2 separate regions of the Mus musculus genome follow, and region 1 is linked to region 2. The links are chromatin contacts, called in public Hi-C maps. All regions are on one chromosome and are shown on one strand. The core of a region is the stretch at or near the end of the contact, and the rest is flanking DNA. Distances in the headings are between cores, read along the strand shown. Region 1 has its middle 55 kb from the start of Gm13584. Region 2 overlaps Dennd1a (DENN/MADD domain containing 1A).

Evidence for each region. A called contact is a pair of places that touch in the nucleus more often than the background predicts.
Region 1: a contact with region 2 is called in a Hi-C map of the N1E-115 cell line, with 13 times the contacts expected there. The contact joins two enhancer-like sites. A contact is called at or near these places in 3 of 15 datasets of contacts at CTCF or cohesin (embryonic stem cells, large pre-B cells and pro-B cells), 8 of 484 Hi-C or Micro-C datasets (the G1E-ER4 cell line, the N1E-115 cell line, cerebellar granule neurons and 3 more), 1 of 115 datasets of contacts at active chromatin or transcription factors (embryonic basal ganglia) and 1 of 9 other capture datasets (embryonic stem cells).

Annotation. Positions count from the first base shown.
Region 1 is chr2:38,421,410-38,426,604 of GRCm38.p6, forward strand. No RefSeq gene overlaps it. Among named protein-coding and RNA genes, the nearest start is that of Gm13584, 55 kb to the left of the region's middle. Within about 2 kb of position 2,647, at least 61 of the 459 cell types and tissues checked have an H3K27ac peak or open chromatin away from gene starts, as enhancers often do. A contact at or near this core is called in the N1E-115 cell line and embryonic basal ganglia, where this site is marked.
Region 2 is chr2:37,816,475-37,821,963 of GRCm38.p6, forward strand. Dennd1a (DENN/MADD domain containing 1A) reads right to left here. Exons shown (of 23, transcript NM_001362973.1): 20 at 442-530. Among named protein-coding and RNA genes, the nearest start is that of Crb2, 43 kb to the left of the region's middle. Within about 2 kb of position 2,242, at least 24 of the 459 cell types and tissues checked have an H3K27ac peak or open chromatin away from gene starts, as enhancers often do. A contact at or near this core is called in the N1E-115 cell line and embryonic basal ganglia, where this site is marked.

The sequences.
Region 1 (5,195 bases), core at 1,397-3,896, 610 kb after region 2:
CAGTAATCATGGGATACACATCACAAATGTTGGCAATGACTGCTTGTTGCAGCTGTTCATGTGTGTTTCTAGCACGTGTTTATGGTCCAGCCTTGGGCAGAGTGTATACGCTTGTGTGTTTAAGTATAAACATATGTGCAGTCCTGACTTTAATTCAGCATTTAATTAATTGTGTATGTGTTTACACTTTTAACCCCTGGTGTTTGAATGAGATTATTTATAACTCAAAACTTGATTTTTAAAAAAATCTGAAACACACACACACACACACACACTCATGCACATACGTAGGGTTATGGGGTCCTGTGTCTGCTCTGCCACAGGGGCGGGCTTACCCCATGCAGGTGCTGGGGCAGGTGTTGAACTGTAGGAAGCCCTGGGACACTGCTCTGGAGGTGGGAAAGCCCAGTCTGAGGCACTGGGCAGCCGGCCGGGGCGTCTGGTTCTCAGGGTCTTGGACATCCAGGCACCACTGGAAGTCATGGAAGAGCTGAGAAAAGAGGAGTAGCCCCCAGCCCCTGCAGGCTGAATCTAGCCTGAAGCCAGGGTCAGGGGAAGGGGGAGCTGGGGCATGTCCCTTGAGAGTCTTTGGCTTGACAGGTTGTGGCTGGGAGTGCAGAAGGACTTCTACTGGAGATTAGACTGCTACTGCTACCATCCCTTCAGGGTCTCTGGGGTTTCTAGCCTTAGCTCAACTGGGAATCAGGCTACCTTTCATGGTCCCACACGTACAGTGAGCCCTCCATTCACAAGTAACACATAACGTGGCATACACATGCATTCATGTGAACATAGGAACATAATCTCTTGATCATCATGGTCTATCTGTGTATCTGTCTCAGGTGCGGACACACGTACACAGAAATTGGCTATTCTTGACTGAATATCTCTGCCTTTGAAGTGGGGGTGGACATCTGTATGAGCCAGAAGAACTCTTAGGAGCATAAGACAGCAGAGGGGGCAAGCCCTGACTCCTGCCCTCACTCCAGAGGACACGGGCTATATGCACACATCCTACAGCAGAGAACATGGCCCTGGAACCAGCTGCGGGGGTGCTCAAGCCCCCTCACCCTGTCTGGTTCATCAGCTGTGAGGGGCTTGCCCTGAGCTGTACATCCTCTCTGGCCTCACCCAACCCAGTGCTACAGTTAAACAACACTCAGAATTCTTCCTGTTTGGGAGTGATGCATTCTGAACATTCTATGCAGATGTGACATAGCCCAAGGCTTGGGGAGGATGCCTGAAAGGGAGAGGAAATCCACTCTGTAGGTTCAGGGAAGGTGAAGATAGGGCTTGCTGCGCCACTCCAGAGAGATGGATAATGAAACTGAGAGTAAATGTTTAGCAAATTGACAGGTGACGTTCTTTTGTTTGTTGATTTTTAAAGAAGCAGGGCTGTGTTTGTCACCAATGTTCACAGCAGTATCCATGATGTAGAAACCATCCAGATGTCCCAGTATAGACAGACAGGATACACACAGTGTGCTTAGGGGATAACATTTAGCCTTGGAAAAGAGTGAAGCCATGTCATTCTTATGCACACCCTTTGAAAGCACTTCGTTAAAGGAAAGAAGTTGGACCCGAAAGGGTCAGCATGGTATGGCTTCAGTCAGGTAAGAAACCTACAATGGTCACATCATAGACAGAAGTAGAATAGCGGTAACCCAGTGGGAGGAGAGCAGAGAACTAGCGTTTAACCGTGAGGTGTCACGCAGCCCCTAGCAAATCCATGCACGGGTGCTCATCACCCACTAAACATCCTTCTTGCTTCTTACCATGAGTCACCCATCCCAACTTTGCATCTTGTCTCCACCAACCTGTATCTGTCCCACCCCCAGCCCTGACGTCATACAAGCGTAAGCATCTTTTATCTGAAATGCTTTGGACCAAATACTTTGGAGCTTTGGGGAAGCAATTTTACAGAATGTTTTTGGCATACCTGCCTTTTGTCTGTGAGATATCACATGAAGTCAAGTGTGAACATTTCCCCACTTGGGAGCACTTTGGACTTCAGATTTTTGGGTTAGGGATGCTGGGCAAGCAAGAATGAAAGGCCCAGTGCTGTGCCCTAGGAGGTGGGAGGAGAGGGGAGGGGAGGGTCCACAGAGGTGGGCCTGGGGCTTTGCTGGGATGTTTCACTTGGTACAGTGCACTGGAGATGTGGCCACATCATGCATGTCTGCAGTTCTTGCCATGGCATGCTAAGACAGTGTGTGTAGATACAGCACCATATGTCTGCCCACCATGAAGGCTATGTAAGTCCTTTACAGTTTGGACAATTATGAAGACACCAAACATACACATGTTTCATCAGCTTTGCTTGCATCCTCTGGTTAAACATCTCTGAGTGTGATTGCTGGCTCCTGTGGTGAGGAAAGGGTTAAGGCCACAGAAAACTGCTATACTGGTCTCAGGTGGGTGAGCATCGTTGTACTAAATTCACTTTTTGCTCTAGCAGCTCGTTTTTATTTTATTTTACACAAACACGGCCCACTATGGGCTGGTTGGAAGGAAAACACCTGGTCTTACCTCACAGTCTCAGAAAAGTCCCTAGTGCAGTGGGGAAAGGTTCCCAGCAGAGAGCTGCAGAGCAGAGGCCCACGGGAGCCTGGGAGATTTAGCATTGGACCGCTGTTCTGGTTGAGCCAGGGGAAGCTGGGAATGGGGCCAGTGGTCAGATGGTGCCTCGCGAGGGTAGCGGAGCTCAAGACTGTCTGAGGGGGTTTGGGGAACCACTGAAGGTTCTTAAGCTGGAGAAAAACTGATTTGAATCACGCTCCAGAAAGGTTCCTCCAGGTGGGAGGATCTGGCTTCTGGGAAACAGTCCCTGGCAGAGACCAGAAAAGAGAAGAGGAGGCCTGGCCAGGGCCCTGGCAGTGGTTAGGAAGGTAAGATGTAATGACGCTGGGGTGTACCAGTGAGGAAGGAGTAAGGGCGAATGGAGAGTCTGAGACCCAGCTGCCAGGCCTTGAAGGCCCCGTACGCCTTAGGAAAGTGGGTGGGAAGTGGGGGGAAGGGGTTTGCAAAGGAGACCTCCCAGCTCTGCGGCTGGGGGCTTGCCTGAAGGAGAGCCTCCTCTTCTCTCCCCGCCCCCCCCCCGCGCCCCGCCCAATCCGGATCTGATTCAGCTGTCACTCAAGCAGTTGGGGCCCTCGAAGAGCAGGGGATGGTGATTTGTGCTGGCCTTGTCGGCCCATTGTCCTACTGGGATTTAGTCTTTGGTGAGAGTAACAAAGAACTCAGCTCAGGAGCTGGGCTCTGGGCTGGCTGTGGGGGAGGGGACGGAGGGGGGTGGGGATCAAGGAGCTCAGGCTTGGCCAGGCTGCTTAGCACATCGCTTCAGGCCCAGCTTATTGTGTCTCTCTGTGTGTTTGTACGTGTACGTGTATGTACGGGCTGGCACAGAGGGGCTGTGTGCATAGGTCTGTGCGCTATGCACTCACTCGGGTAGGAGCGCGCTGGGCACTTCTGCAGGCTGCACTATGTGATTCTGCACATCCGAACTCATCTCAGTAGATCAGTATTTCTCCAGGCTCGCTCTGAGGAGCACATCTGTCAGCCTTCTGGTCGTTCTGTGCAAGGGCTGCCCTGAGCCACTGCTAGCCACTACCCCAACCCCACCCCAACCCCCAACCCCCCACCCCCGGCTTCATTATGGACTTCTGGCTCTCTCAGCCTGCTCTCTCCCTGGTCACTTGGCCCTGACCTTGCGCTTGAATGCGACCTCCACTTCCTGCTGGGCCTGACCAAGCCAGTGCACAGTGTCTGGGGAGTGTGCATGCACAGGGAGCACTGCGATCTTTGATGAGCCTGTATTCATCCTGACATTCGTGTGCATACATCCATGTATTTGTGCCCACATGTGTGTGCCTGTGCTTCGTATGAGCATCTTGACATGTGCACACAAGAACACTTGGGCACGTGTCCATGTGGATGTGTGTAACTCTTTAGAGCGTTTGCAGGTGTTTTCTGTGGGGTGATTCATGTCAGCAGTTTAAAGGAAGCTGCTATCGCCTCCCAAGCTTCTCCTCTGGAGCCCAGGTAGCCCTGGGTCAACAAGTCACTCCTCCTGGGCTCCCCTGGGCTCTGAAGAAGCTCTTCATCCTCCAAGGGGAACTGCTCCTAAGAGTTCAGCTTGTTTTGTTCCAAATACATCAGTGTGTACTGCAGGAAATGAGGGGAGGCTCCCAGATTCTGTCTTCTGGGATGTTGCACCTCTCTTGTGCAAGGAGGGTGAATGGGTGAACTAGGTTCAGTGAAGGCTACAGACCTTAAATTACAGTATCAGACAATATTCAGAAAGTGAGACTCGGGGTTACTGAAGGAGACTTTGCTCTGTGAAGGATTTATACAAGAAAGACACCAAGCCCAGAAGAAATCAAGCAAATGACCAGCAATTCAACTCTATAAAAATAATTAGATTCTTAGATTCCTGGGCTGGAGAGATGGCTCAGTGGGTAAGAGCACTGACTGCTCTTCCAGAGGTCCTGAGTTCAATTCCCAGCAACCACATGGTGGCTCAGAACCATCTGGAGTGGGATCTGATGCCCTCTTCTGGTGTGCATAAAGACAGTGTACTCACATACATAGACTAAATAAATAAATCTTAAAAATAATAAGATTCCAAGCAGTGAGAGGAGTCAGACCTAAAAGACAAACAAGCTCATCAGAAGTAATTATCTACGTATTATGCTATGGACTGAAATTATTATCTGTACTACATAAAGAGTTCCCACAAATAAATAAAAAATAACAGCACAACCATCCCAAGGCGAGGAGAGTGCAATGACAACTCAGTAATGATTTGAGCTAGGAAGTAGTCAGCTGTTTCAAAAGAATATTATAAATGGAGCAAACGGGTACAGCTTAACCCCTCTAGTAACAATAAAAATGTGGAAAACTATATTTTGTTGGACAAATTTATAAAAACAAACAAACAAACCACAACACATACTCTTCAGCAATGGGAAGAAGGTGGGGCATGAGCCTGTCTACATGCTGTTGTTGGTTGGAATGTAAATTGTATCACACACACACACACACACACACACACATGTTTAAGCACTCATCATCAAGATATAAACTATATTCTCCATCCTAGCAGTCTGACTTTGAGAAATCTGACTTATAAGAGTACTAGCACTGGATGCAGAGCATGAAAGCATTCAGAAGCAGGTTGAACGTCATTCAGAGGC
Region 2 (5,489 bases), core at 992-3,491:
GTTTGAAGGAAAGGCCTAATAGCACAGGTGCTATGGCTGAGGAGAGAGCAATGGTGAGGATGCTTTCTGATAAGCTCAAGCCGTGGAGACTGAAGAGCAGTAAGCCTACAATGGGGCTTGGCCTTGCAGGAACGCTTCTTTGACAAGGCAGCTTACTCTCACCTGTGGACTCTTCAGTGTTAAGAGGCCTGGGGCTTCCTTTGGAATGTGGCTGACTGCCTTTGAGCTGCACCACTCAAAGCACAGCCCAGGTTCCTGATGTGACAACAGAGGCTCAGACTCTGACACCAATGACCAAGTTCCCTGTCTGGCCTTATTTAACACCTGCTCAGCATTTCAAAGGAGCCTCCAAGAGGAAGGCTGGGGCTACATGCTTGGTCACCACAAAGCTCTGGCTCATTGGGTTCCTGGGGAGAGATGAGAGGGAGCAATAGTACTCACTGCTCAGGGCTTGAGACAGATGTCCTCCTGCCTTCCACAGTGATGTTGCTCTTGGGTCTCCTGACGACATGTGGACGAGGAGGCCGTACCTAAGGATGAACATGGGGAAATCCCCAAGAAGGAGTGAGTTAAAAAGGCCCCACAGGTCCACTGTGAACATTTGGGTAAACAGCCCCAGAGGGCTTGGTTACAGGTTCTCCAGGCCTGGGCTACCATGGTCTCCTGGTTATTACGTAAACACCACCACTTAACATACAGCATATGGATATATATGCTCTCTGGAATTTAAGCCAGAAAGGCTCTCCTCATCTGCAGACCCAGTGGCCTCTCAGAGAGCTGACTGAGGTGTGAACAACATGGGAGGCAGAACAGCAACACCCTATTTATGGAATTCAGTGTGTGGAACAAAGAGGTTCCACTCACATTTGTTTGGGGGACTCACACTCAAAATACTTTTTTACAGCTGAATTACAGGATACTTATTTTCCTCTCTAAAGGGAAGGAGGGAGCAACTGACAACTCCACAGAGTGCCCAGCTAAGCCAACTTGCTTCTCAGGGTACCGTATGCCCTGTCTTCCAGTAGGGCTAAAGTGGATGCTGCACAAAGCACAGCTTACGGTGGCAGTGGGCACACGAGGGCAGCAGGCAGCTTCCTACACTCACCTCTTACTACACTGTGGGTAGATGGGTTATTCTGAGCTGCCACAATAGTGAAGCCACAGAGGAAAGGATGCCCACTTCCTTGTCCCATCAGAGCCCGTGATAGATGTTAGGCTGTGAATTTCTGGGTACTCTTAGAATGAGTCTCATTTGGTCTAATCAGTATTATGTGACTTTGTGTATGGTACCATCACCTCTGACCACTTCTAATGTCACAGAGATTGGGAAGAGAGCTGAGAATGTCTCTCTGTGGCTCCTGCTGTTCATGCAGATGAGCCAGCATTGCAGCAGGTATAGGGAGCATGCATTCTCTGCAGCTGCAATGAGACACTGGCTGACAGACGAGAAAGACAGTGCCCACACTCCATTACAACAACCCTTCTTCAGAACAACCCTCCCGCCCCCCAGCAACTGGTGGGCGACACAAAACAATGGCTTAGGAACAAGATTACAGAGGCTGGCTGCATACAAGACCAATCTCGATAGAGTCTCATGGAACCCTCAGGTCTGCGCACGTCTGACCAAACCAAAGATTTTCCTGTGGAGCGGCCAGTCTGAGCTCAGACGTCTTTGGCAAATCAGAGATGTGGTAAAGGCCAAGAACATTCCACAAAACATGCTGTCTTCTTCCACGGAGCTATTGTTAAGACTTAACCACAGGGTGTGGGTAACACACTGGTGTGGACATTGCACAGAGTGTGAGCTCCAGAAATGCTTGCCTGCTTCTTTGTGATCGAGATGCCCCCTTTTATCAATAGCAAAAGGAAGGAGGGGAGGTGCCTGTAAGAAGATAGATTGCAGATAGTCTTAATCCTTTTAGCATCCTGTGAGGTGCCTGGTACATAGTGGAACTTCAGCAAGATTTGTAGACAGGCCAATGTTACTGTCTGGAATCTAACAGCAGTAAATACTGCTGTGGTTGTCATTGTTATTAGAAAGGTGCCTGCCACTCAACAGACATTTGGTCAACATTTGCCGAATAAATACATGGCTATATCTGTCCCCACTCTCATATGGAAGTGGTTTCCCCAGCAAGGCTTCTTGGATCCCTGAGACTCTGCCTACAAAGGAAGAGAATGCAGCTGGGTGGAAGAGCTCTCCTGCCCTTGCCAGGGACCTGGGGACTGAGTTCAGGAAGGTCAGACATTATGGCCTGTCAGCTTGTCCCACACAGGGCTGCTCCTTACTACAATGAAGACAGGTTAAGAATGTGAACTTGCCACTGAAATGGGGGGATTAAGTTTGTGGCAACTTCAACTGAACTTGCAACGTGGTGAAACATGGGGAAAAAGAACAACAGAGCTAATTAGACGAGCTGAGCTGTCAGAGTGCTGCTGAATGGCTCAGCGCCAACAAACAAAAGGAATGGGTTGGCAATCAGCAGGATCGATGGAGGAGACTGCTTCATTAGGGATGATAAAACAGACAGAGGAGGGAGAGGAGGGAGGGGTGAGGGAGGGTGGGAAAGACACAACGGACCAGAGACAGTCACCCCTGTGGTTACAGACCCACCCAGAGTCACACATTCCTCACTGGTGTAGGATTATCATTATAGACAAACACCCAAATGCACCAGGGCTCAGAGACTGCAGTGTATATACAGTCTTACAAACAGATATCCACAAAGGCAGGCATTAAGAGGTAATGGTGCATTCTCTCTCTCTCTCTCTCTCTCTCTCTCTCTCTCTCTCTCACACACACACACACACACACACACACACACACACACACACACACCCCATGCAGTGGCAGGCTACAACCAGGCCTAGACACACAGACAACTGGTTTAATCAAAGACAATGCAGATAAACCCCTGTGTATTTCAGCAGTACCATCCTTCTTCTGGGGTGCTTAGCAAGGGTGAAGCCTGGGTGGAGGGGAAAACCACTCTCATACACAACAGGGGCTGGCCCACCACTGCTAAGATCTCAGCAGCACCAGGGGAGAGAATGCTAAACAGGGCTTTCCAGATCTGTTTGGGGGGACTAGAGAGGAAAGTTGGGAAGCCAGCCAATTCCCCACCGGATTCAAAACCTGAGAAATCTAAGTCGGCAGGGTTAAGTGTGTATTGAATACAAAAGCACCAAGTACATTTGATTTTAATGGTGAGCAAGAAATAATAAATAGCTGATAAAGTGCTTCACATGTGGCCCACAGCAGCCTGCCTCTCCCTTCTCCCTGGTGGCTCCAGACACTGCCCTTCATCCAGGAGACACCAGCATGATTTTCTTTTGCTCTTTCTTTCTCCTTATTAAGAAGACCCCTCAGACCCTCTGGTCATAGCCAAGCTCCAGCCACAGGTGCTGGGCTACACAATCCCTCCTGTCAAGGCTGAGTGCCTACCATCCCATGGCTTTTCCACCCAGGCCAGCAGCTGTTGTACTCAGCCATGTTTATAGCCAGTGACCTGGCAAATCCTGACATAGAATCATGTCAGGCTGTCCTCTCTGTGACCCTTAAGAGTTCCATGATCCAGGTCTCTCGAGTTTCTTTCCATCCAGTGTGGGCTGGTGTCTATGAATGCATCCAGAATACATAATAGTCCCTGTGGCCTGGGAACCCTGGGTCCCGTACAACATATCTTCTAGCCTCCTAGTCTGTCTCTCAGTGGGTATGCTTGCAGAAGAGGGGAAGCCCAAGAACACGGCCAGTGAATTACCTCTTGCCCTGGCTAGGGGCAGAGGCAGACACTACCCAGTCTTCTTTTGGGACAACATTGCTTCCTCAAGTTCTCAGGTGCTTGGGCACCCTACAGTTTACCCAATTCCCACAATAATGAGACTACAGTACACAAGAGCTGTCTCTAGTACTTGAGCTACCATGCCTTGAATCACATTGAACCCCTGGCTGTCCTAGAGCCCAGGCCTCTAAGACTGCCTGGAGCTCCCTACCAACTACCTATGGCTGCCAAAAGCCATCTGTTGAGAACTTGAGAGGTAGGTCTGGTCTCAAAGGCCAGCTGGTCTCTTACTATCTCTGTAGTCTTGGTTATGAAGACCAAGGGAAATGACATCTGCCTTCAGTGGGCTGGAACAAGAATAGATGAGATATGGAGTACCTAGCCCAGTCCTGGGTACATTCAAGGGTGCTTATACTTTCCAACTCTTATCCCTGCCATGACAGAATGCTGCCCAGAGACCTCACTGCAAGTCCATCTGGCCAGAGCCCAGTCTCTGTCCCAGTCCTGTGTGCTAAGGCCACCTCATTTCCATAAAGACAGAGACTTAGGGAACTGGGGACACCAGAAGGAACTTACATTTCTACAGTTTGGTGATCCTTGGTAAGGGTTAAGCTACCAAACATCTTTTCTGAAATAGGTGACCACAATACTTAGTACATAGCACTACTGTGAGGCCCAGGTAGATTGAGGTCCCCCAAAAAGTTCAGTGCCTATAAAAATCCTAGGCAAACAATGGCTTTTGATAAACTAGGCCATTATTTGGAAGTGGTGAGTTGGAAAACCTGTTAGAGAGAATGCCTTCCAAATATCATCCATGTTTACCTTTATAGAAGGCCACTGTGAATGAGGGCCTGGTATAAAAAAGAGGAAGGTGGGTTAGACAGCTTCAGTCCTTGCCCCAATGTCATACACCCTTAGCATTCAAGTCCAGTTATGATGAAGCCCCAATCCACACTGCTAAGGTTTGTTCTGAAACATTTGCTATATTATATGAGGTTTGACCCAGAAGTCTTTCCTGTCCCCCAAGTGTGTCTTTTTGCTGCTTGTTCCTTCCTTCTGCTGTCAGGGAGTAGAAAATTCCAACCCGTTGGCAGCTATGTCTCCTGGAGTTTGTGTTGATTCCATTTTCATAGGGGCACTGAATGGCTCTACCACTTCATATGGTTGGATGGTAGATTCCCAGCTTACAGATGGAGCTATTTAAATCCCCCTTTCCTAACCCAAAATTTTAACTTCTGCACTCAGTGGGGGAAGAGGAAGAAACAGAAGCACAGGACATCTGACATTTACCCAGACAGTAGCTACCCATGGATGCTGGGTAGATAACACCAGATTCAAACAGACATCTGGCTTAGGCTTATCCTAGCACAGCATGATCTTTGTGCCTTCATAAGATGGTTCTGGAGAGATGTACTGGGAAGGGCCTCCGAACTACTTTTTGAGGTTTCTGACTATAGCTGACCCCGGCTGCTTCAGACAGTAGATTTGTAATCCTTCCCTTTGGAAGTAGCACCATTGAAACAACCTAGTAGGTTTCTCACTCTGATAAAGTTATATATACTATGGACAAGGTCTGTGTACATGGGGAAAGAAGCTCACAGATGCTCAGCACTGATGCCAGAAGTCAAACCAAGGACCCTGTTCATGTTAGGCAAGCATTCTATCACTGGGCCATACCTCCAGCCAAGGCATTTCTCTTTAAAACAC